Linked DNA regions of Mus musculus: all the other regions are linked to region 4. A link is a contact called in public HiChIP or PLAC-seq and promoter capture Hi-C data. All regions are on one chromosome and are shown on one strand. Each heading gives the region's core, a stretch centred on a gene start, on an enhancer-like site or on the middle of the called end of the contact. The rest is flanking DNA. Distances are from core to core; before and after follow the strand shown. Region 1 holds the start of Sp3os (trans-acting transcription factor 3, opposite strand). Region 2 holds the start of Hoxd4 (homeobox D4). Region 3 holds the start of Hoxd8 (homeobox D8). Region 4 holds the start of Atf2 (activating transcription factor 2). Region 5 holds the start of Lnpk (lunapark, ER junction formation factor). Region 6 holds the start of Mtx2 (metaxin 2).

Region 1 (3,663 bases), core at 731-3,230, 910 kb before region 4:
AAACACATGGCTGGGGTCAGTCTAGTGATCCACTAGAGTTGGAGTCTAAGCATGATGCTTTCAACCCTGTGCTTCTCCTCACCACTCCCCTCCCCATCTGTAAGCACATTCTGAAACTTTGATAGTTACATGAAAAATTGCACTTTATTTAAAGTTTATTTTTCAATTTTACTTCTGAGGTAGTTTATTAAGGAAAACAATAAACTTAATTTGACACTTTGGGACTAGGGAAATATAACTTACTTTAAAAGTTTACTAATCTGCTTAACGTTTCTTTAAATTTAAAAGTTTTCCCAAACAGCTTTTGATATTTTAATATGCTTAAAAAATACATGACATTAAAAATGCTCCCACTGTCCATAGTCTAATTTCAGACTAAAAATATCTATTTACTAATACAGAGTAACAACGTTGAATGACTAGTATACAACAGCTAACTTTTCTAACAGTGACAACTAAACTGACACTACATAAATCGATTGCTATAAACCTCTTAAAAACTTAGTCTTGAGGCGTGTTTTAACTATCTTAACAGGTGAACACACCTTTTCACAGTAAGCTAAGAGCAGCAATGGTCCACACAGATGTAAAATTCACATTGTCTACAGCACCTAATTTTACACTGAGTCTTCACTAAGACTTGCCGCTCCTCTCCACAACCTAGAGGTTCTAAAATTTACAAAAGAATCCCATCAGACTCGTTATAATAAAAATAACATTTAGCCAACCAATTTCAACTCTTAAAAGTATGAAGTGTGCTAACAAGCATGTAAACAAAATGACTTTCATCTACTTTTTAAGATTGATATTCTAGAAAACCTCAAAGGCCAAAGTTATTACTAACTTCAAATTCAAATTTCAATAGCCTCCCAACTATTTCACTTAACCCTACTCAGAACAAAACTAGTGCAAAGTTGGAGTAGTCTGCAAAACGCCAACAATTCTGAATGATCAGGTTAAAAAATAATAATAATAAAAATGTTCGTCCCTGCGTATAAAAGAACACCCTCCTTAAATGATCAAATACCCAAGATCTGGAAACTTGCTCCAGATTCAAAAACTCTAGAAACTAGAGCCATCCTTGCCTCGGTAGGTGATACTATCTGTGACCGATAGGCTGTGCTTGCAAATGTAGTGCAAAGAGCGAGTGAGTTTTCAAGTCCTGATACGAATTACTTAAACATCCATTTTGGAGTCCCGTGCCCACCCCCCACCTCCTCCGTCTCAGACTTCATTTTGTGAGGAATTTTGCGCGCGATGCCGCAGTGACAATCTCCGGAAAGCGCGGGCCGGCCCGGGCTCCCACCGGGGACGCGAGCGAGCAGGGAAGCGCGGCAGAGCCGGACGGCCCGCGCGTGACGGCCGCGCGGCGGCGGGAGGCCTTGGGCTGGCGGGCTGGCGGGCGGGCGCGCCGCAGGCCCGGGATGGCGGGCGGGCGGGACTTACCGCTCCGGCGGCGGCGGCGGGGACCCCGGCGGCGGCGGCAACGGCCGCCTCCTCGTCGTCGTCGCCCGGCGATGGCGGCCCTATCTTGCTGCAGGTAGCGGCCAGCAGAGCGAGCGGTGACGGCTGAGTGTCCTACCCGCGATGGGCGGGTTCAGAGAGGGAGACAGGGAGGGGGGTGGCGGTTAGGGCCGGGCCCGCTCGCACAGGAAGTACGGCTCGCTCCGCGCCTGGCCGCGCCGCCAACCCGGCCCCGCGCTCTCCTCCTCCTCCTCCTCCGGGGTCTGCGGCGCCTCTCCCCGCGCTCGGTGGCCCGCGGCGGACGGCTGCGCGCCGGGCCTCTTCCCTCCGTCCGGATCCCACCCGGGAGGGCGCGCACACTTGCACACTCACACACACACAAACACACACACAAAAAGGCGGCGGGCGGGGGCGCGCGGGCGGGGTCGGAGCGTTGGCGCCTCGGGCGGGCAGCTCCCGGGGCGGGGGAGGGGCGGGCGAGCGCGCGCGGGAGGGAGGGAGGGAAGGAGGGAGGGCGAGGGGAGGAGAAAGCGGCGCGCGGGGAGCCCGGCCGCGCTCAGCCGCTCCTCACCTGGGCCGCCGCCGCCGCCGCGCCGTTTCCGTGCTGCTGCTGTTGCTGCTGCTGCTGCTGTAGATACTCGCCGTGGCCGCCGCCGCCTCCGCCGCCGTCCACGTCCAAGGCAGCCATTTCCTCTTGTTTCACGGGCTTTTCGGGAGCTGCAGGCACAGCGCGGGGGGAGGGGGGAGGAGGAGGGTGGGGTGGGGAGGAAGGCGGGTGCGGGGAGGGAGGGGGCCCGCGAGCCGCGGCCACATTAGTGAGCGCCGGGCGGCCCGGGCCCTGCCCCTCCCCTGCCCTCCCCCCGGCCGCGGCGGCCACGGCGGCGGCGGCGCGCTCCCTCCTCCCCTCCTGCTGCCCCCGCCCGCCGCGGCTGTAACCCTCCTCCTCCTCGTTCCCTCCTCCTCCTCCCCGCGCTGCCCCTGCCCCCTCTCCTCTCCTCTCCTCTCCTCCCCTTTCCCTCCGCGGCGCTCGCTCCTCTCGCACCGTCAGTCACTCGCACACGCCCGCCCGCCGCCGCCGCCCGCGCCCGCACACAGGGGGGATGCGCTCCCGGCGGACCGGGCCGCCCGCCCGGAGCCCGGCGGGCACTCGGCGCTGGGGCTGGAAGGGCTGGACAGCTGGCTGGCGGAGATGGGAGTGCGGCTTTCTGCCTCCGCCGACACTCGGTCGCACGCTCCCGGAGGCCGGGAGCCGGCGGTGGCGGCCCCGGGCTGGCTGTGGGCGGCAGTGGCAGCGGCGGAGGCAGCGAGGGTTGCTCTCTCTCGGCTTTACGTACCGGTCATAGTGTGTTTAGGACAGCTCAGGCGGGGCTCCCCGCCGCCTTACACATGGTGAGAAGCGAAGGCGGCGGCGGCGGGAGAGGATGCGGGAAGCGGCGGCGGACACGGCCGGAGCGGTCCGGGGAATTTTTTTTTTCCTATTTTGATTGACTGTGCGGGAAACACAAAAGGTGGAGCCTCCAGCCCAAAAGGGGGGAAGAGGGCGACAGCCCGCCCGGAAGTTCCGCCCCTCTTCCCGGCTCTCATTTGCCGCTAGGCTCTCCGTCAGCTCTGTTCATTGGTCCGGACGCCTGTCCGTCGCTCGGCCTGGCGGCGGGCTTCCTGTTTGCCCCCGGGTTGAAGGGGAGAGACAATGAGCGGCCGTGGCGCCGTAGGTTCTCCAGAACGGCCCCGGCTCGCGCGTTACCCCGCTGTGCCAGCCTCGTTCCTCGGCTGCGGCTGCCAGACCCGAGGCGCAGGCCTCTTCCACTGGCTGGCCCTGTGTGCAGGCCTCGCCAGGCTGTCGGGGAGCCGAGCTGGGGAGGAAGTCCGTCCCCGGTGGCTCCGGCTCCACTCGACGTCTCCTCCATCCTGGCAGCCGACCGGACTGGATCTCCCCAGGGCCCGGGCGCTCGGAGCTGCGTCTTGCCAGCGCTGCCAGGAGGCCACCGCCGCTCGGCCCCAGGGCTGCTGCTGCTACTGAGCAAACCGGACCCGCCCCACGAGCCCTGGGGGAGGGAGCTGGTATTGGGGGAGACACCCCCTCCGAGGCTGGAGGAGGACGTTTTCACACACATTCAGCTCTTGGTCGCAAGTCGGATCCATCACCTTCTCATCCTCCCGAGCTTAGCCCGTGGTTACCAACCATCTACTTTTGTGGAC
Region 2 (3,419 bases), core at 546-3,045, 830 kb after region 4:
CCAGCCAGACACCGGGCACTGTTATCCATCCACCATGTCTCAAGGCTTGTCTTTAACCGGCTCTTGCCTCCTTACAAAGGACTCATCACAGTGGCTTGGAAAGTCAAATACCCTTTGATTCATCTTATCCTAAAAATGAAAACTTTTCTCCAGGCCCTGCGGTTTGTTATCTCTTTCAGGTGATTAGCATTCACTTCAAAATTGCTCATCCAGTGCTACCAAAAAGCAGTTTTTGAAGGATTATCTCTACTTACTTTAAGAATGTGCCACCGATTGGTATAACAAAACAAAAACCCACAAAAGTCTTTCTACATGGCTGATGGGATTTTTCTTTCTTTTTTTTCTTTTTTTAAAGGGTCAGAGGGAATAAAAGGTTGCCCTAGTGTCTGAACTAACAACCCCCTGTTTTCTGGCTAATGAGAGTCAAATCAGGAAGTGGGTTTGCAAATGGCTGGAAATTAGCATGCAAAGAGATCTTTATACAAAGAATGTTCTGGGCTGTGTGGGGTTTCTGATAGGAAAGGTTGTTAGTGCATTTGATTTATAAATCAAACGTGTGTGTGTGTGTGTGTGTGTGTGTGTGTGTGTGTTTTACAAATCTGTGCAGCACATCCATTATTTTATCAGAGTAGCAAAAAAAAAAAAAATCACACATTTTCACAAGGTTTGTGGCACCTCTGTAGGGCCAATGGAGGGTGATGGGGGCCAATTCTCTTCTTTTTTTGTGCCTCTTCTTGGGAGGTGGGGGACTTCCTGCCATTCCCCACTCCCTTCTCTCATGTCTCCCACAAGCAGAGACAGCCACATTCTCTGTGTGGAGTGTCCAGCCCTTTTCCTGGATTGCTCAGCAGGATAGACAGAGATAGTCCCACACTTCTTTCTTAGGCTCTCCCTGTGATGGGGGCCAGCAGTAGGGAGGAGTTACAGAAGAGCCCACTCAGATGTGGGCCTTCAGGGACCCTTGAGCACTGAGCTAAATGACTTGGGCACACAGTGGGGTTGTGCACATCTGACTTCCTGGGCTCAGGTTCTTTGAGAGCCTCCTGTGCTTCCTCACACCCCGCACGCACCCGGCCCCTTCACACCAGGGCTGTTTTATTGCTTTATTGCTTTAAGGCTCTTCAGAGCCTTACTCGCCAGAGTCCGGTGGGGCCTGTTCTCCACTTTCTCACTTCACCAAACCTCAAGTCTTGCTGTTTTAAGCAGTTTGGTCACTTGCAAAGGCTTCTCTTTCAGATCTGAGCAAATTATAAAAACCCCTAGGCATGTGGCAATCTTCAACTTTCACCAAGCCCCATCCACAACAATACAGAGGACACTAAGTGTTAATCCCAGCTGCCTCCCCACCCCCAAGGCCACCCAGCCTCTCCCCTGGCCACTCTTCCCTATTGAATCAAGCAAAAAATCTCAAAAATAATTTCCAACTTTTGCGATAAGCAAGTAAGAAGTAGCCTTTGTCTTTCCTGCTTACCACATCGAATGCTAGAAAATGATTGAAATAAAGGCGGTGATGGTACTCACAGTGGATGCAGCCCAAGAGTCATAGGACAAGCCTACCAACCAGCCTTGTCCAAATAGCACTATCCCCCAATTTAAACAGCTTTCTCTGAAAAGATGCAAGTTGAAAAGCCCGGGGTATTGATATGAATATGACCTCTCTCGCATTCTGGATATTTGGAACTATTTAAATCCAAGGGAACAGTTGCAGTGAACCTTTATTTAGTGAATAAAAGTTTAAAGCCAAAGGTTATTTATGGTTCTGCAGAGCCGGGACCTGAGTGGCTATTTATAAGCACGTGATTCCAATAAACTTTGTTTTATGGCTTGAGAGTTGACAAGCCAAAATATAATTCCCACCATAAATTAGGTTAAGAGCATACAAGTGCAGATGCTTGGTTCCTGTAGCAGCGATAGGCAAGTGAGAGGCTCCAGCCAGCGCCCCGGGCTCAGGAGACAGCTCTCCTCTAAGCTTCTCTACCAACGAAAAGAAACCCAGTAAGTCACTCATTACTTTGTCCACAATAACTCTAGAGTTGTGGGGCAGGGGGTCTGAGCCCAGCCTTCTCTGCTTGGGGAAAGCCTATCTATTGAAGTTCATTTTAATTTTAGCCTAAGCCTAACTTAATAAATTGAATGGGGGGTCTTGGCATTTCCCTCTCCTGTGTATACCTGGAACGTTGGGAAGTGAGGGCCTTCTACCCCAAAAGCAGGACTTACACTTGCCTCTCAGTAGTGGAGCAACAACTTTAAAAGTGGAAGAAAGCAATGATGGGGGGTGGGGAGGAGAGGGGACCGGTGTGGAGATGAGTTACCTCTGAGGTAGTTCAGAGCGGGGTTTGCCCCCCCTTTTCTTTTTCTTTCTGTTCCTAGAAGACTAAAAACTTGAAGATGGACATGAGTGCCCTGGGAACCACTGTTCTCTTTGATCGGTCTGTAGGTTCTCCTGCAGGTATGTTTAAAAAATTAATGTCAAACAGATAGAATGAGATCATATTTTAGACCATGTCTGTAAGATCTAGATCATTTTCCTTTAAACACATCAATTTCCCTTTCTGGTTATCTTTTGGGTTCTCATTTCCCCTCGGAAGGAAATGACTGTTTTGAATTGGAGACATGGAAAAAAAAAAATATGTCCCTGCCTGCCATGCCTCCTCTTTGAGGAGAATGCAGGTTTGGACGCTGGGGTGGAATTAAAAACCAACCTGAAACTGGAAAAGGAGGTCTGAACTGTTTCCAGAGGGAGCAGAATTGGGGTCGGGACAAATAGAATGTCTGCAGGCTCTCACCAGTGGGCTCGCACCCACCCTCCCACACCAGAAGGAAATGCACAAAGGCCTATTTTCTGACTTCCCATTTCCCCCCTGGGGAAACCCTGCCTCAGGCAGTCTGAGTCAGGCCGTATAACTGGTTGGGTTTTGCCCAAGGGTGCGTGAAGTAGGGTAGGTGACCAGGACAGACTCCCATAGCCCTTAGCTCTGCCTTTGAGGATGCTATCAGAGGAAAACTTTGTGCAGTACCCGAAGGCGGTCACCAGAAGCAAGGAGTTCTAGGTATTGGTGGAATGTCTGGGCCTTGTCACGTTCTGCATGTCGCCTATGGATGCTTTATTGTCCTGTGAAATTTGAGAGACCCCACTTTCATTGCAACAGGTTTTGGAGCGTCAGGGAGAACGAGGGAGAACCACTGTAAGTACCTTCCCTTTTCTTCCGAGGAACGAAAGGGTAGTGCTAAGACTGGGAGGAGGTGGGCGGAAGGTCCGCGCCAGCGGTGATGGGAGGGTTAAGGAGTAGCGGAGTGGCGCTGCCTCCCCAGGCCAAAACGGACTCGCTTCGTGGAGGGATGGAAGCTCTAGGCTGACCCTTTAGGAAGTATTTCTGGGACCTAGTTCACAGTCACCTGCTCAAGTAAACGCACCGCAG
Region 3 (3,638 bases), core at 431-2,930, 810 kb after region 4:
GAAGATGCTAATCCTGGACTTCTGCAGATGACACTGCGTCTCTTCCTTAACGCCCACAAACCAGGCTTCTCTTGACTTCCGAGCCTTCTCTTTATTTCTCTCGGGAAAATCAAGTTTATGCTAAGGCCTGCATCCAGTCTCTGGCAGTTCTTTCCCAGTGGTGTGTGAGCTAAGGTCGTTAAGCACAGGACAGGGAAGGTCTGCCTGCAGCTGCCTGGAACCAGCACGGTCCGAAAGCGGACTGAGGAATTCAATTTCTCCTGCCCCATCCCCCGGCCCCCGCCGCGCTCCACCCGGGACCACAGCCCGCCCGAGTCTGGGCGCCTGGGTTGGGACCCGGGAGCCCTGCGCCCTGCCCTAGGAAATGCCACCCACCCCGGCATGATTCCTTCTTCCCACTGGGAACGTTTCTGCCACTCTTCTCTTCACTCTCTCAGCGACACTCATGTCCCCTTCCCACATTCTCTCGCCTCCCCCTCCCTCCCTGTGGCCAACACTGACGTCTATCAAGGGTGAAATGATGGAAACTATATTCATGGGCATGATTTCCATTAAATATCAATTAACCTGGGAGCCTCAACCAGGCATGCAGTGCGTCAAGGGTAAATGTACATCTCATTTCCACAGGGCCTGCTTGGCTGGAAAAAGCAGGACTTTGATTCGCTTTGATAAGGTCAGGATTCGGAGGCTGGATTGTGGCTTTTTAATCAAAACCACTTAGCTAGGCCCAAACAAATGCAAGGACCAATCAATCCGTCAACCTCGCTCGTCCACAGTAAGAAATGCAAAAAGAAAAAGGAAAAAAAAAAAAGCCACAGCCAGTCTCTGCTGGGCAGATCCAGGAGCCTTGCTGGAGGAGAGACCGTCTGCTCCGAGGCCTCCTGGGAGTGACCACCCCGCCTGGCCCAAGGCTAAGGTTCGGCCGCGCCCCCTCTCTGCGGACCCGGGGGGCCCCCCGCGAGCCCTTGGCAGTGCGGCTTTATGGGCCCCCTTTAAGGCTGGCGGAGGCATCCCGGGGCCGGCGTGCGGCGTCCCGTCCGGCGCAGGGGCCGCTTCGCCGCCGGCGGGATCCCTCCGCGCGGTTATCTCGCCCCCCATCTCGCTCCCTCTCCTCGCAGTGGCGGGGCGCGAAAATGCCTCGCCGGCGCGCACCGGGGCGGCAGCCTCGGCGGCGGCGGCGACAGCGCTGGGAGGGGGCGGCGGGGGGGAGGGCTGAGGTGAGAGGTGGCACCGGGCAGAGGGTGTGTTCTCTTTTCGTCTCCCTGCAGAGCGGGGGCTCGGCAGCCCCAGCCTAAGCGTCTCCCCCGTGGGCCGCGCGCACTCTTTTTTTTTTTTTTTTTCCCCTGGTCCGGGTGCGCTAGGGCCGCCTGGAGCCGGAGAGGAAACTGGAGGCCGCGGGGCAGGTCGCCCGGGCGTCCGCGGTTCCACTGCGGCCCAGCAGGCGCGCGCCGGGAGAGGCCCGCGGGGCGGAGGCGGCGGCAGCAGCGCGCGGGGGCGGGCGAGGCCGCGTGGCCCGCGAGGGAGGCGGCGCGAGGCCGAGACGGAGGCGCGAGAGCCAGGCATGAGCGGCCGGCGGCCGGACGGTCGAGCCTGAGCGGGGCGGGGGAAGCGCTCGCCGGGCGACGAGGCCCGGCGGCCCCCGCGGGCTCGAGTGAGCCGCCCCAGAGGCCCCCGCGGCGGCGCGACCGAGCTGAGGCGCGCCCCTTACCGGCTCCGCGCCGCCGGCGGCCGCCGCCCCGATGAGCTCGTACTTCGTGAACCCGCTGTACTCCAAGTACAAGGCGGCGGCCGCGGCGGCGGCGGCGGCTGCGGCGGCCGCGGCGGGCGAGGCCATCAATCCCACTTACTACGACTGTCATTTTGCACCCGAGGTCAGCGGCCGCCACGCCGCCGCCCTGCAGCTCTATGGCAACAGCGCCGCCGGCTTCCCGCACGCGCACCCGCACCCGCACCCGCACCCGTCGCCGCCGCCCGGGTGCGGCGGAGGGGGCGGCCCGGGGCCCGGCCAGGACTACTTCCACGCCGGCGCGGGCAGCCCGACCGCTGCCTACCAGGCCGCCCCACCTCCTCCGCACCCTCCGCCTCCGCCGCCGCCTCCCCCCTGCGGCGGGATTGCCTGTCACGGGGAGCCCGCGAAGTTTTACGGATACGATAACTTACAGAGACAGCCGATTTTTACGACCCAGCAAGAGGCCGAGCTGGTACAATATCCTGACTGTAAATCGTCCAGTGGTAATATTGGCGAGGACCCAGACCACTTAAATCAGAGCTCGTCTCCTTCTCAAATGTTTCCCTGGATGAGACCACAAGGTTGGGATGCGCTATTTTTTTTTTTTTTTTTTTTTTTTTAAGGAGGGGAGAAAGGGAGAAATCTGCTTTCATCTCACGTTCTAGCTTTAAAACTCCCCTGTCCTTTCCCTCTCCCCTTCCTTTTCCTTCTGGTGTAGCCAATGTGGCTCTTGTACAAAAACTAATACAGACTTTTTAAAAGTGTGTAAAGACGGGGGCAGAATAATTGTGAAGAGCTTGTCTCTGCCTCTCTTGCCTCACACCCTATATCTGTATGAGAATTAAAGACCACTGTGTATTTCACCTCTTAAGCCCGTTCCAGAAAACTCCAACAGCATTCAGAGAATCAACCATTAAAAAACAAAAAAACGTTGATTTTCCTCCCCCCCCCCCTTTTTGTTGTTGTTTTTAATCAGCAGCTCCTGGTAGACGGAGAGGAAGACAAACCTACAGTCGCTTCCAAACCCTAGAGTTGGAAAAGGAATTCCTTTTTAACCCTTATCTGACCAGGAAGAGGAGAATCGAGGTCTCCCATACTCTGGCCCTCACGGAGAGACAGGTAAAAATCTGGTTCCAGAACAGGAGAATGAAATGGAAAAAGGAGAACAACAAAGACAAGTTTCCTGCGTCCCGGCCGGAGGCAAAGGATGGAGACCCCAAAAAGGAAGTCTCGGGGCTGGAAGAAGACGGAGCTGAAGGCTGCCCCACAAATTAAACTCTACCTTTACACTTCTACCACAGACTATTAAGACTGATGATCAGTATAAGTATATACTGGTGGACACCACCGGTCCTCCCTCTTGTGTTTTGGAAACGGACTTTACCTGTGTTTCAAGCTACCTTAATGTCACTGCTCTTGAGGTTTCTGCGCTTTGAAAGGGATTTCTGTGTTTTTAAAGAGAATAGTTTGTAGTATCGCATAGAAGCAGTCCTTGAGCTGTCCTATAGAAGGGTAATTTGATACGGACCTTGTGGCTATATTTTTATAATGGTAATTTTTAACGTCTGAGCTGGTGGTTTGCCTCAACAACATAAACTTCCTAATGATCAGCGCTAGATGATTGAATATAAAATGCTTTATTAATCAAACAAGTGCACTTGAACATTTTAAATCTTTATGGTGAGTAAATTAAAAGAAGTTTATTAATAATGTTTTTAAAAATTATGCCTGCAGAATATTTACTTTATTATTTGATTAAATGTATTATTTATATTTTTCTTTCTGCTTTTGTAACGATGGTTCAGGTGTCTTCTGGCTCACTTCCAGGAGGTTTCTTTGAGCATTTTTGTAAATGTTTGTCAGGGAAGAGTCTGGGCCAAATATTGGAAAAGCACATTAGCTGAAGAGT
Region 4 (3,851 bases), core at 343-2,842:
TCCAATTATTTATTAATGATTTTAAGACCTAGAACCTTAATTATCACTCAACTATCGATGGCCTTAAAGATCCATGTACTTAGTTTTCTTGGCTTATATAGGATATGTTTTTAGCATACTCTACAAAATATTTCTATACTTTTGAAAAAAGTTTATTGCAGGGATTCTTCAAATAGGTTTAGCAAATTTAAATACAAGACTCTTATTTCATCTAGAGTTAACTGTTTTAAAATAAGCCTTTATAAAGTCTTACCATTTGGGTGCTAGAGACCCAGGCCATTTGGCGCTAAATGAGTAGTATTCCTGGAACGGTTATTACTTGACAATGGCCAAGGGTTAAGAATTTCTTCAAACAGGACAAACTGAGCTCAGAACAGTCCGTGTTTGGTCAGATGTTAAAAACAGCATTACCTGCATCTGGTGTGAACGTGTCCCTAGTTTATAATCCCCAAGAAACTGTGACTTCCACAAGGTAAACTAGGTATTAGTCGATGGGCCTAGAGTCTATCATGAGTATCCCTTTTACTCAATTATACTGGTGGTAGTTTTACTCGACCTTCCCAGTTTAAGAGTCTCCATTAAAGAAGAGACAATTTTATAATACCTATGTGCATAAAAATAGTTCCCATCTCCTCCAAGGTCTGGTTCAATGAGTGAGCATCCCGGGGAGACATACACACATCTCTCCCTACCTCTCTTCCTTGTCCCTGGGGTAATAAAAGGCACAGATTATTTTCCTACAAAAGCTCTGCAGAACACCGGTCGAAGTAAATGGGGTGTGGGGGGGAATAGCAGAATCAACCTGCACCCACACCTCAGCCCCGCCCCACCTGGAAAGGGGGGGGTGGCGGCGGCGGGAGTGTGAGGGCGGCAGAAAGGACAGAAAAGGCCGAGACCACCAGCAGGTTCTCCATTACCATTGGCTCCATCACGTTCCACCGAGGCCAGAGACCCTTGCTTCCCAATCCTTCAACGCACCATCCCAAACCCTCGATCGCCCGAGTCCCCGGTGGGGAGCCCAGCGTGGGCCCTCTGGGCAGCGCGATCAAGGACTAGCGGCGGGGGTCTCCCCGACAGATGGGCGGATCCGAAGGGCGCCTCGGGGACCTCTCAAGTGACCACACCAGAGGAGAAGTCGGAGGGAGGGGTCGGAGAAGAGCCGTTATTCCTTCTCGCTCAGGCTTGGGAAAGCGCGCGAGGGAGGGGCCGGCCGGAGCCGCAGCGCGTTACCTAACGGTCCGGTCGCTCCGCCAGACCAGAGGCGGCAACGCGGCCACCGCCGTCCGTAGGGTTGGGGTCCACAGCAGGGGCGCAAAAGGGGTGGGAGGCGGGGGGTGGAGACTACAGGCAGCGACGTCGCCATGTTAGCACCTTCTTCCTCTGCATCCCTACAACCTCCAAGCCCGTGGCCCTTCCACCATTACTCACCTTTCCAGGTCACTAATTCATGGTCCTGCCAGCCACCCGCGAGCCCGGAGGCCGGCCGTGTTTACAAACTAGCCCCGGAGGAGAGGGCTGAATCGCACTTTAAAGGCCACGGGCTCCCACAGGCTTCCGTCCTCTCTCGCGAGATCCGACTGACAAACCTTCTCCCCGCCCCACTCCCGGCATCCCTGCCGCTTTCTTCTTGCGCCCCTCCCCTTCACGCACACGCCCCTTCCTGCTTTCCACCGAGGGAGCGCCCGCGGGTCAGGTGACTCCGTCGTGCCTCGGAAAAAGGGCGGGTCTTCAGGAGGGCGGGGGCGGGGAGGCGGGAACCAAAGAACACTCGGACGCGAGTGATTGGGCGAAAAGCACGAAAGGCGGGAAGCAGGTCCAAAGGGGCGTGGCCAAGGTGCCCAAGGACCGTTGTTTCGGTAACCAGGGAACTGCAGAAAGCTGTGATTGGCAGCCGTCGGGAGGCGGGCACGAGAAGCTGCACCGGATCTGGGGCGCGCGCGCAGGTGGCGGAGGAGCGAGCAGGAGGGCGTGGGCGGTGTGAGAGAAGAAAGGTGAGGTCGGGGAGCCTAAAGGAGCCCAGCCCTGGCGCCGGATGTCTCTGTCGTATTGGTTTCTGACTTCGCTAGGGATATGAGACTATGAAGGGAGAAGCGCTTCTGGACCACTCTCCGTGTACCGAGAAGCCAGAGCTGGAGAGAGAGCTACGCTTAAGGTTTTGGAGAGTCGGGGTTTGCCAGTCATCACCTCCGCCCCCATGTGCACACTGAAGCAAAATAAGTCAGCCCTGCGTAGAAAATAGAAACCTTTTCTTAGAGAGTTCTTTGTTCGGATTTTACTAAGCCAGAACTGGAGCCGATCTTCCCCACCACCCTATGTCAAGTATATGGTATATTACATACGAGTATGTTCAAAGGCAGTGATCAAAAGGAAATACACCGTCTTCCACCCCCATGTCACCATATTTTAAAACAAAGCAACGATCTTTTTCCTAGAGAAAAATTCTTGTAATTATGAGTGTTTCTTTTATCAAATTTCCTTTACTTAGTTAGATATAAAAATACAAATTTCAGGGACCGAAGAGATGTCTCAGCGGTTAACAGTACTGGATGCGAGCCGGGCGTGGTGGCTCACGCCTTTAATCCCAGCACTCGGAAGGCAGAGGCAGACGGATTTCTAAGTTCAAGGCCAGCCTGGTCTACAGAGTGAGTTCCAGGACATCCGCAAGTAACCCTTAAGCCGTCTATAACTCCACTTCCAGGGTACCTGACGTAGAATTAAGAAATTAATTAAAATTATTAATTTCAATAGAATCACTTCATTCATTTAAAGCTTAAGAGATCGGTATTAATTTTTTTATTTTTTTAAATTTTCGAGGCAGGGTTTCTCTGTGTAGCCCTGGCTGACCTGGAACTCACTCTGTAGACCAGGCTGGCCTCGAACTCAGAAATCCGCCTGCCTCTGCCTCCCAAGTGCTGGGATTAAAGGCATGCGCCACCACGTCCGGTTTGGTTAATGTTTTAAGGAGGACTAAAGGACGCCAATGAGAACCCAGCAGAGAAGAGGCATTCTTCCCACAATATTTTCCTTTGCTCTATAAATTGTAGTGCCAAAGAAATGCCTGTTAATGTAGGAAGTAGGTTTCAAAAAAACTAGGGGGCGGGGCGGGGGAAGGAACTGGACAGATGGTTAGGAGTGCTTGCTGATGTTGCAGAGCACCCAAGTTTAGTTTCCTATCACCACATACCTGCTCAGCTGCTCATAAAAGCGGGGTGGGGGTGGGGATCGGACAACCTCTTCCAGCCTCCGTGGGCATGTGGTGCACATTCGTTTATGCAGTCAAACACTCATACACACAAAGTAATGTCCTTAAAATTGGGGGCAAGAAGAAGGACGACTGATTAGTGTAATGACAATGAAAGAGACAGACCTTTACAGACCTTTACAATTCCATAACTGGTTCAGGTGCACTACTCCTAAACATACTTATTCCTACTGAAGATTTTGGTGCTTATTTTAGGGATGTTGGTTGTCCAATAAATATGTACAAGTTGCAAAATGTGATTAAGGCGCCTGTGAAATCTTGCACTGATTTTTAAAAAGCAAGCCTTTTTTTTTAGTATCATGCTTTTCCATTTGTTAAATGCGTATTTCTAATTTAGATTTATGAATACAATTCGTGTCTTTACATAAAATACACCCAATTTCTCCACGCCAAGTGAATCTAAAATTGTAAGTTTGTCTGGAATAGTATCTGAGAGTTAATGAGCCTGCCGTCTAATAATGATGCCTAGCATGAAAGTGAAATTGTAATGTCACTGGACCTTCTAATAGGTTGCTGGCCTGTATACATGTACGTGAGCCAACTCAATCTTCCTTTAAAACTAGCTTAATTACTTGAGAAACCTGAAAGA
Region 5 (3,852 bases), core at 190-2,689, 690 kb after region 4:
TAAATGTGATTTGTTCGAAATCGCTTTCAAATGTCCAAATAGGCAACTCTGAAATATCTTACACCAGGTTTATTGCCCAAAAAAAAAAAAAAAAAAAATGGTAAGCACACTTCTAAAAGCACTTTTAATATGAGATGACCACCACAAAATAAATAAATATAAAAATTAAAAATAAAAAAGACTGACAGGGAGATTTCTATATGAACTCATACCTTTATTAGAGTCACCTATCCAAGCATTCTTCCAACATATAAACACCATAAACATTTATTAACATCATTACTATGGTGACCCCAATAGATGTCAAGGAACTTTTTAAAACTTCACTTTTAAATGAACCACTCTTGCTTAAGGTTCGTATTCGAAATCAACTTTGTTCTTCTAAGAAGGCACTATGGAGACCTTTGGGAACTAGGTATTAGCCCTGCCTGCCAGCTTGAACATATATATGCCTGTAACTAAATTTACTCACATCCATCACACCTCTAGACAATGTTGTCAACGCTAAGACTGAGGCCACAGAGACAGAAAACAATAGGCTCTAAGCACCACAAACCAGAAACCAAAAAGTAAGAACAGAACACTGAAAACTCAGTGAGTCGCAGGTGTTGCTTAAAACTGCACGCAGAAATAAATTCACCAATCCGAACTCTCCGTCCGCAAACACACCATCAAAGAATTAAACCTACTGATGCCCCTTGGAGTTGCTTTTCCCGGGTCGCTCCTGTCACCACGCACCTTCGTCCTACCCCACCCCTCAGACTGGTCGCTGTCCCTCCAATAAGTAAGGACAATGGTTGTGGAGCAGCTCCTCTAAGTCGCTCACAATCCACGCCCACACGCGGACGGAGCAGCATGACACTGACAGTTTTCAGACCTTCCCGTCGTGCCAGCTCAGGTGGACGCGGAGGTGATCGGGGCTCTCAGGGTGGATATTTCAGCTAGGGATGTGCTCTCTGGGACCTTCTGACACTTCTTAACACAGGGGGGGCCCAAGGGCTCGGGCTCTAAACAGCCACTGCGCGGAATCCCTGAGAACATACCCGGAAAGAACACCGGCCTCAGGGGAGGCAGAGCCGGGTCTCGTGCGCTCCGGAGCCGCTCGGGCCGCTGTTCAGGGCGATCCACGAGAGAAGGCGGCAACAGTGTACGGAGGGCAGCAGCCCCGCGGCGTGTTCCCCAGCCGCCACCAAGCTCTAGGCCACTTGGCAGGGGCGGAGGCACCCGGGCCGGCGCGCCGAGGAACCCGGAGACTGGTTCCCGCTGTCCGGAGCGCCTCCGTCTACGCGGCCCTCCCTTCACAGTCCTACCTGAGAAAAGCGGGCGCCGCTCGGCCTGGGCGTCCACTCGGGGAAGCCTGGGTCGCCACCGCGTAGAGCCTCTGGAGCAGGCAGCAGCACCTACAGATAGAGCGCTGGGCCCGGCCAATGCCTTCCCATCAAACCCCGCGCTCCTGCCGCCAGCCAATGGGCGCTGCAGCCGGCGCGCGCCGCTCCCCCATCACGTGATCCGGCCGGCCCAGCCGTTGGTGCCTCAGAGCGGCGGGTGTGGCAGGAGGATTTAGGCTGAGTATCCTCCGCGCTAGTGTAGGCTGTCGGTCCTCGGGGCACCACAGGGTAGGGCGGTTCCGACTGACTCTTACTAGTTCTGCCTCCTTTTCTCATGAACAACTCCCACGCCCCAGTCTCGCCAAGAAAAGAAACTGATCCTGATTGTCCCAGACCTTCTGAGCGAGAGAAGAGTGGGGAGGACAAAGGGGAGGGACGTTGAAGGTCGAGACCTGTGTGTCTGGAAAAGAGAGGGTACCTGAGATCCCAGATCAGCTGTCATCCAGAAGGCAGCAAAAAAGTTTACATTGCATAGCTCAGAAGCCATCCCAGCCAAGCAAGTGGAGAGAGACAGACAGACATCATACATAACACCTCCTGGCCATACCCCATGAGGGCTTTAGGCTTGTTTCTGTTGCTCTTGGACGTCAAAAAGGGTCCTTTCATGACTACGCGCTTATCTCACCAGCATGAGAAGAACTTGAAATGATAAGGATGGTCTTTTCAAGCTAAGGGGTAGCAACAAAGGCTGAGCTTTCCAAAATTACACTCTTAACAATCTCCAAAACCTCTGAATAACTGGGGCCCCTTAAACAGTAGTGCTGTATTTCCCTAAGAATTGAAAACGACCTAAAGAAGGCTGTATTCCAGTCAACTGCAAGTATCAATAACAAAACTTCAATGGGAGGGGTGGGGGCGCTCCATAGGCAAAATTAGGAGGGAAACTTCAACAAAAGCTTTTATGTTCTGTGTTCAATCACTTTTACGGGTTTTTCTTCTTTAGTTAAGGAAGAAAATGTTTCTGATTTTCAAAGTGCAATAGATATAATAATATGCTATGTTTACACTGACAACACCAGCAGAGAAGAAGGCATAGACATAGTATCTACTTTGTAAGATAATCCCCTAAATTCTAAGATCTTCAGTTACAGCTTTGTAAACTTAAAAGAATAGGAGAGAGCTAAACTTTAGTGTGCCATGTATCGCCTCACCAATGTGGAAGAAAGTAAACAGACATTTCACCAGTTTTTATTTGGAAAATTAGCCATTTTATTTCCCAGCCTTGGTAGTTTCTAAGAACATAAAACTCGTGCTGCCTCTTGTCTCAGATCTTTCCTAAAGGGAACAGGAAAGTTTTGTTTGTTTTTGTTGTTGTTGTTGTGTTTTGTTTTGTTTTTGACTCTTGCTAATACTTGTCCTAGGGTTTTTCATTGAGCTATCAGGGAGTTTAAAAATAAAACAGGACAGAGAGAAGAGAGCTAGCTAGAGGCAAAGATTCTAAAAGATCTAATCCTGAAAAAAAAGTTTCTAGGGAAATCACATGAGAAAAAATGTTAGCCTAGCCAGGTTTGAAAGGGAAACATAAAGTCTAAATCATCTCTCAAATCTTCCCAAGTATTTTTCAAGTGAGGAAACAAAGTAGAAAAATATGTATAGTGCTAAAGACAGCACTATATTTATATTTGTCTTATAAATGGAGAGGATATCCACCGAGGATATGGCTAGATGGTAGTAAGCTTATCTAGTGTATACAAGGCCCAGGATTTAGTCCGCAGTACCATGAAAGAAATGAAGAAAGTGAAAAGGAAGTGTGTCACAGGACAATGCAGGAAAGACAAACAGAACTAAACATGGGATATACTGCTAAACTGCAGACTCCAGGATGATTTTGAGTATTTATGGACTAGGCCCTTCGTTAAGTACTGAGGAAGCATACCATAGCTACAATAAAGCATCCAACAGGAGTGGGAAGAAAACTACAAGTTAAAAAGTGTTCTATGTTCACAGTGTTAGAAGGCATCACAGCAGCCAGGGATGATGGGAAAGCCAGTGGAGCGGCTGTTCTAACAAGTCCTCAAGAGTGGCTCCCTACTAAGCCTAAACCGTAACAGGACAGCATCTAAAGAAGTGAAATCCAGAGACTACTTTGAGAGAGGAAACAAACTGTTCAAGCTGATAGAATTTTAAGACTAATTTAGGAAGAGGGTATTCAATTTTCTTAGGTGTTATGAAAACTTACAGGTGGGGAATTTGTCAATCTAGCCAGAGGTGTTAGAGTAAGCTTTCTTAAGGAGGTCACACTCAAATTAGATCCAAAAGATAAGAAACACAATCGTGAAGAAACACAAGGAGTGTCCTATGTAAAGGCCTTTTGTTTGAAGCAAGCATTGCAAGCCTAAGAGACTAAAAGGAGGCCATTGTGACTGGACAAGGAGACAGCGATACAATGTGAAACTGGGCACCACACTAAAAGATCAGTTTGGCCTTGTTTTCTAAAAAACAAAACTTAATCCTTTTCTTGAGA
Region 6 (3,746 bases), core at 1,042-3,541, 930 kb after region 4:
TGTAGAAAGACTCTGCTTAAAAAAAAAAAGAAAAAGACAAATTAACCTTAACCAGTCTAAGGTATTTTCTTCTAGCATCTAGGGCAGGTTAAGACACTTGCTTTAGTAGCAAAGGCAGAGTGTCTTAACCCAGTGCTTCAGAGGCACCCCAGCCCCTGTTTATCTGTGTTCCTGTGTAGCATGCCGACTGAAACTGCAGAATCATTCCATTTGTCTGACTCTCGCTCTCTTGCTCCCCAATCTGTCTCCAGCCTCTGACTCTAGCATCCTTCTCCATTTGGGGCTCACCTCTACCCCTCACACTTGCTTATTGTTTTCCCAGTCAAATCCTGGGATAGGACACTACATCTGATCCAAAACAGTCAGAGCATAGCATCTATAGCTTCAGAAAGGCAACGGATAAAAGAGGCCAGCACAACTTGATGTGACAATAGACTTCCAGTTTTTCAAAGCCGTACGTACATAAAATCCCTTGTGTAAAGGACAAGAATGGAAGGGTTGATTGGCAGGAAGATACCTACAACAGCTCATTTCTCTGGGTCAATATCAACCTCAGGATGAGGAGGAAACTGGGTGCCACATACACTGTTGGGGTTTCCTCCCTCAGCACAAACAGATGGCATCCTACCATCTTCCTTGTGTTTCTATAAGCCTCTCATGAACTCTGAACTTCAGGCAGAGAAAAAGATGCTTTCAGAAGTACTTTGTGTCTATTTAAATGAGGAAGCTTAAGTTTGGTTGAATAGACTTCTCATTTGCTGTGGGGGCTACTGATACCTGCTCTGGTTTACTCTTCAAAACTTCTTACCATTTTATGTCCTCTGAGAAGACTTCTATATACTAGCCTCTGGTATTTATGGATGTGACCATATTTGCAAATTGGCTCTGCAGATAAAACCAAGAAGAGGTCATAAAAAAAATGAGTAGGCCTTAATCCATTGGCTGGTGCCTTCAGTGGAAGACAGAAGTTTGGACAAACAGATGCAAGGGAGAATGTTGCCTAATGGTGGGAGCAAAGGTGGAAATGACTTGTCTAAAGCCATGGAATGCCCAGGAACCCTGGAAATCCTAGAAGCTGGGCAGATGGAGGAAGGACATTTATTTCTATGTCCTTGAGAGCAAGCATCGTCTTGCCAACACTTTAACCTCAGACTTCTAGCTTCCAGAACCAGAGAGTAAATGCATCCGTTGTTTTAAACACCCAGTGTGTGATAATCTGTCCCGCACCTCTAAGAAAGCAATATACTACTTAAGTATATGAACAGAAATTTAGACAATAAACTGTAATGGAGGGTCAGAGATCTGTGGACAAGAAACAAAATCGCCAGGCGTGGTGGTGCACACCTTTAATCCCAGCACTCGGGAGGCAGAGGCAGGCCAGGTACAGTAGTTTACTCTAGGGTTGGGTGGGAGGTGGGCAGGGACAGACCAAGTTCCGAGTGTTGTTGGCCAGCCTAATCCTTGTGCTCCAGATTCTCAGTGAGAGACCCTATCTCAAAATAGAGGATGGAGAGCAACTGAAGAGGTACTGAGACACTGACCACTGTACAAGCTGATGCATGTGTGTGTATGGGCTATGCTACCGAGCCTGAAGACTTGAGTTGGATCCCTGGAACCCACATGGTTGGAGAGAACTAAGTACCAAAAGTTGTCTTGGGTCTATACACTGACACACACACACAACAACATCGTCTCACCTCTCCGAGCCATGTTCTCATCAGCGAAAGGGGGCTTTGGCTCACCAAATGATTTCTGAAATCAAGTGTAACTTTATGCTTCTAATTTTCTAATTCTGTAATATTTATGATTTTTGGTCAATTGTAACCTATAGTTAAAAAAAAAAAAGATTAGACTAAGAGGAAAGATTCAAGGGATCTAGCGCCCTTCCTTTTACTCTTGTTCCTTCTACACTCAGAAACAAGTAATTGAAGTGCTTTATTCTCCAAGCTTCATTTTGGGTGCTTGGAGTTGAAAGATTAAATTATGTCTCAGCTCACAAGCTGTGTAAGCCTCCTTCTGGCTAGCGCATTTGAACAAATAACCAACACTAATATCAGTCTATGGACCCCGAATCCTACAGTTAGTGGAATTGAGAGAATTCCTGAGTTTCTGGGCTCCAGTAGAACCAGACCAGGCACTTGAACCTCTTGAAGCTGTTTCTGTCTTGTTGAACTGCTGAAAGGTTGCAATCAAATCCAAAAGACTCTAGCCAGAGAGCCTGCTCTCTTAGGGCTCTCGCAGGTCCGGAGCGCGCGGGGCGGAGCAGCCGGAAGTGCCGGCGCGCGTTGTCAGCGACGCCGGAAGTGCTTGGTCGGCCTGGCGGTAACCTTGCGGGCCGAGCCACCGCTGCCGAGGTGAGCTCTGCTCGTCTTAGCGTTGGCCCAGCGAAGCTCGTCAGCTGCCGGGGGAAGGCCGCCGAGGTCGCGCGGGAGGGCGCCGAGCGCCGCGGAGCTCAGGCGCGCGCGCAGGACCTCGCAGCCGACATGTCTCTGGTGGCGGAAGCGTTCGTCTCCCAGATCGCAGGTAGCCCGTGTGGGCGCCGACGGGGCGGCGTGGGTGGCGGCGGGGATCCGCGTGGGGAGGCGGAGGGCTGGAGTTTCCCTGTAGCCGTGGGTCGAGGGTGCTGAGTCTACAGCCCGGGTGGAGGCGGCAGCGGCCATGGAGGCTTGGCCTCACTTTCTGGATGAGGAAACTGAGGACACATGGCCAAGGTCACCCTGCAGGGACAGAGTCCTGACCTCACTCCCTCCGCGGCGCTTTGTTCCCCGACTCCGCGGTTTAGGTGGCGGAGGCCCGGGGCTGGGGATCGAGGTGGGGGCGTGGCCACGGGTTGGGTCCTCGCCTCCCCCAAGGTTTCCGTGGGAATAGGGCAGCCTCTCTGCTCTTGGGTTCTCAAGTTTAAGGTGACTGTCACTCTTGAGCTGCCCTTCTTTACCTGTTGTTGATGGGTCACCCGAGTTGTTCTCCAAGCCATTTGCAAAGTCTGTGGGATTCTTTGAATTATTCTTAATGGGCATGAAGTTTAAAGAAAGTAAACATCTTTTGACACACACACACACACACACACACACACATTCGTATTGAAGTTTTTATTTTGGCGAAAGTGGCTATGATAGAAAAAAAGAGTCAAGTTAATGGGATGAATGTTAATTCCAGCAGTGTTTTCAACGTTCGAATGAGGAGATAGTCACTAAGATAAACAGTCGTATTTGGGGTAAAGTAGTACATTGGAAATGAAAGTATAATGTGTTATCAACTTTTCGAAACGCTTTCCATTGTATTGAATTTGTGTGAACTTAGATTTCCTTTAAAATAGCATTTTATAGGAGAGAGGATAGAAGAGAGATTGTAAGCTTCATGAAAGCAGGGAATTTTGTTTCCCATTGTATCCTAGGACCTGTCTGTCAGTTCTCTTTAAATACCCATGACTTGAGTAAATAACACAGATTTCAAGTAATGTTTCTCTCTGACTTTATCAGTGAGGTTGAAAAAGTCAGGCCTCTGACTTGAGGTCAGTGGTTTATTTTAGACTGATACTATGTCATAAATCATTTCACAGTATATGTTTGTATTCTGAATGTATATATCCAATGTGTGATTTCTTTTCAACAAGAAAACAAGAAATGGTATTTGATAAACTTTTGATAAGTTCAGAATTCTACCTCAGTTAGTGAAGTTTACAAATCCCCAGGAAGTTTGTATTTGTCTTAAGGTGCTTGTAGTGGTCTGTTATGGTAGTAGGACAT

Evidence for each region. Promoter capture Hi-C pulls out the DNA fragments that hold promoters and counts their contacts. HiChIP or PLAC-seq counts read pairs in DNA pulled down with a chosen protein or histone mark. Capture Hi-C pulls out chosen DNA fragments and counts their contacts.
Region 1: a contact with region 4 is called in a promoter capture Hi-C map of liver, with 2.5 times the contacts expected there. The contact joins the promoter of Sp3os here to the promoter of Atf2 in region 4. A contact is called at or near these places in 2 of 39 promoter capture datasets (cranial neural crest and pre-B cells), 1 of 484 Hi-C or Micro-C datasets (olfactory sensory neurons) and 2 of 9 other capture datasets (adipose tissue and liver).
Region 2: a contact with region 4 is called in a promoter capture Hi-C map of embryonic stem cells. The contact joins the promoter of Hoxd4 here to the promoter of Atf2 in region 4. A contact is called at or near these places in 2 of 39 promoter capture datasets (embryonic stem cells and pre-B cells) and 1 of 115 datasets of contacts at active chromatin or transcription factors (embryonic stem cells).
Region 3: a contact with region 4 is called in an H3K27ac HiChIP or PLAC-seq map of differentiating embryonic stem cells, with 10 times the contacts expected there. The contact joins the promoter of Hoxd8 here to the promoter of Atf2 in region 4. A contact is called at or near these places in 1 of 39 promoter capture datasets (pre-B cells) and 11 of 115 datasets of contacts at active chromatin or transcription factors (craniofacial prominence, differentiating embryonic stem cells, embryonic basal ganglia and 8 more).
Region 5: a contact with region 4 is called in a promoter capture Hi-C map of neural stem cells. The contact joins the promoter of Lnpk here to the promoter of Atf2 in region 4. A contact is called at or near these places in 8 of 39 promoter capture datasets (the 3T3-L1 cell line, the C10 cell line, the HPC-7 cell line and 4 more), 4 of 484 Hi-C or Micro-C datasets (CD4 T cells, embryonic stem cells and regulatory T cells), 14 of 115 datasets of contacts at active chromatin or transcription factors (the 230-238 cell line, acute myeloid leukemia, astrocytes and 10 more) and 2 of 9 other capture datasets (adipose tissue and liver).
Region 6: a promoter capture Hi-C map of pre-B cells shows a contact between it and region 4. The contact joins the promoter of Mtx2 here to the promoter of Atf2 in region 4. A contact is called at or near these places in 4 of 39 promoter capture datasets (hematopoietic stem and progenitor cells, liver and pre-B cells) and 1 of 484 Hi-C or Micro-C datasets (B cells).

The regions. Positions count from the first base shown.
Region 1 is chr2:72,977,452-72,981,114 of GRCm38.p6, forward strand. Sp3os (trans-acting transcription factor 3, opposite strand) reads left to right here and starts at 1,981. Exons shown (of 3, transcript NR_045269.2): 1 at 1,981-2,144. It overlaps Sp3 (trans-acting transcription factor 3), which reads right to left and starts at 2,995. Exons shown (of 7, transcript NM_001018042.3): 1 at 2,799-2,995; 2 at 2,036-2,181; 3 at 1,447-1,578. The coding sequence starts at 2,805.
Region 2 is chr2:74,720,183-74,723,601 of GRCm38.p6, forward strand. Hoxd4 (homeobox D4) reads left to right here and starts at 1,796. Exons shown (of 6, transcript NM_010469.2): 1 at 1,796-1,995; 2 at 2,371-2,449; 3 at 3,150-3,185. The region is part of intron 1 of Hoxd3 (homeobox D3); the gene reads left to right.
Region 3 is chr2:74,703,809-74,707,446 of GRCm38.p6, forward strand. It overlaps Hoxd8 (homeobox D8), which reads left to right and starts at 1,681. Exons shown (of 2, transcript NM_008276.3): 1 at 1,681-2,310; 2 at 2,706-3,638. The coding sequence starts at 1,740. The coding sequence ends at 3,004. The region is part of intron 1 of Gm38462 (predicted gene, 38462); the gene reads right to left.
Region 4 is chr2:73,891,047-73,894,897 of GRCm38.p6, forward strand. Atf2 (activating transcription factor 2) reads right to left here and starts at 1,593. Exons shown (of 15, transcript NM_001025093.2): 1 at 1,429-1,593. It overlaps Gm10822 (a long non-coding RNA gene), which reads left to right and starts at 1,362. Exons shown (of 3, transcript XR_003953852.1): 1 at 1,362-1,693; 2 at 1,865-1,991.
Region 5 is chr2:74,577,509-74,581,360 of GRCm38.p6, forward strand. Lnpk (lunapark, ER junction formation factor) reads right to left here and starts at 1,440. Exons shown (of 13, transcript NM_027133.3): 1 at 1,311-1,440. It overlaps 4930445N08Rik (RIKEN cDNA 4930445N08 gene), which reads left to right and starts at 1,536. Exons shown (of 2, transcript NR_166470.1): 1 at 1,536-1,616.
Region 6 is chr2:74,823,521-74,827,266 of GRCm38.p6, forward strand. Mtx2 (metaxin 2) reads left to right here and starts at 2,292. Exons shown (of 10, transcript NM_016804.4): 1 at 2,292-2,523. The coding sequence starts at 2,484.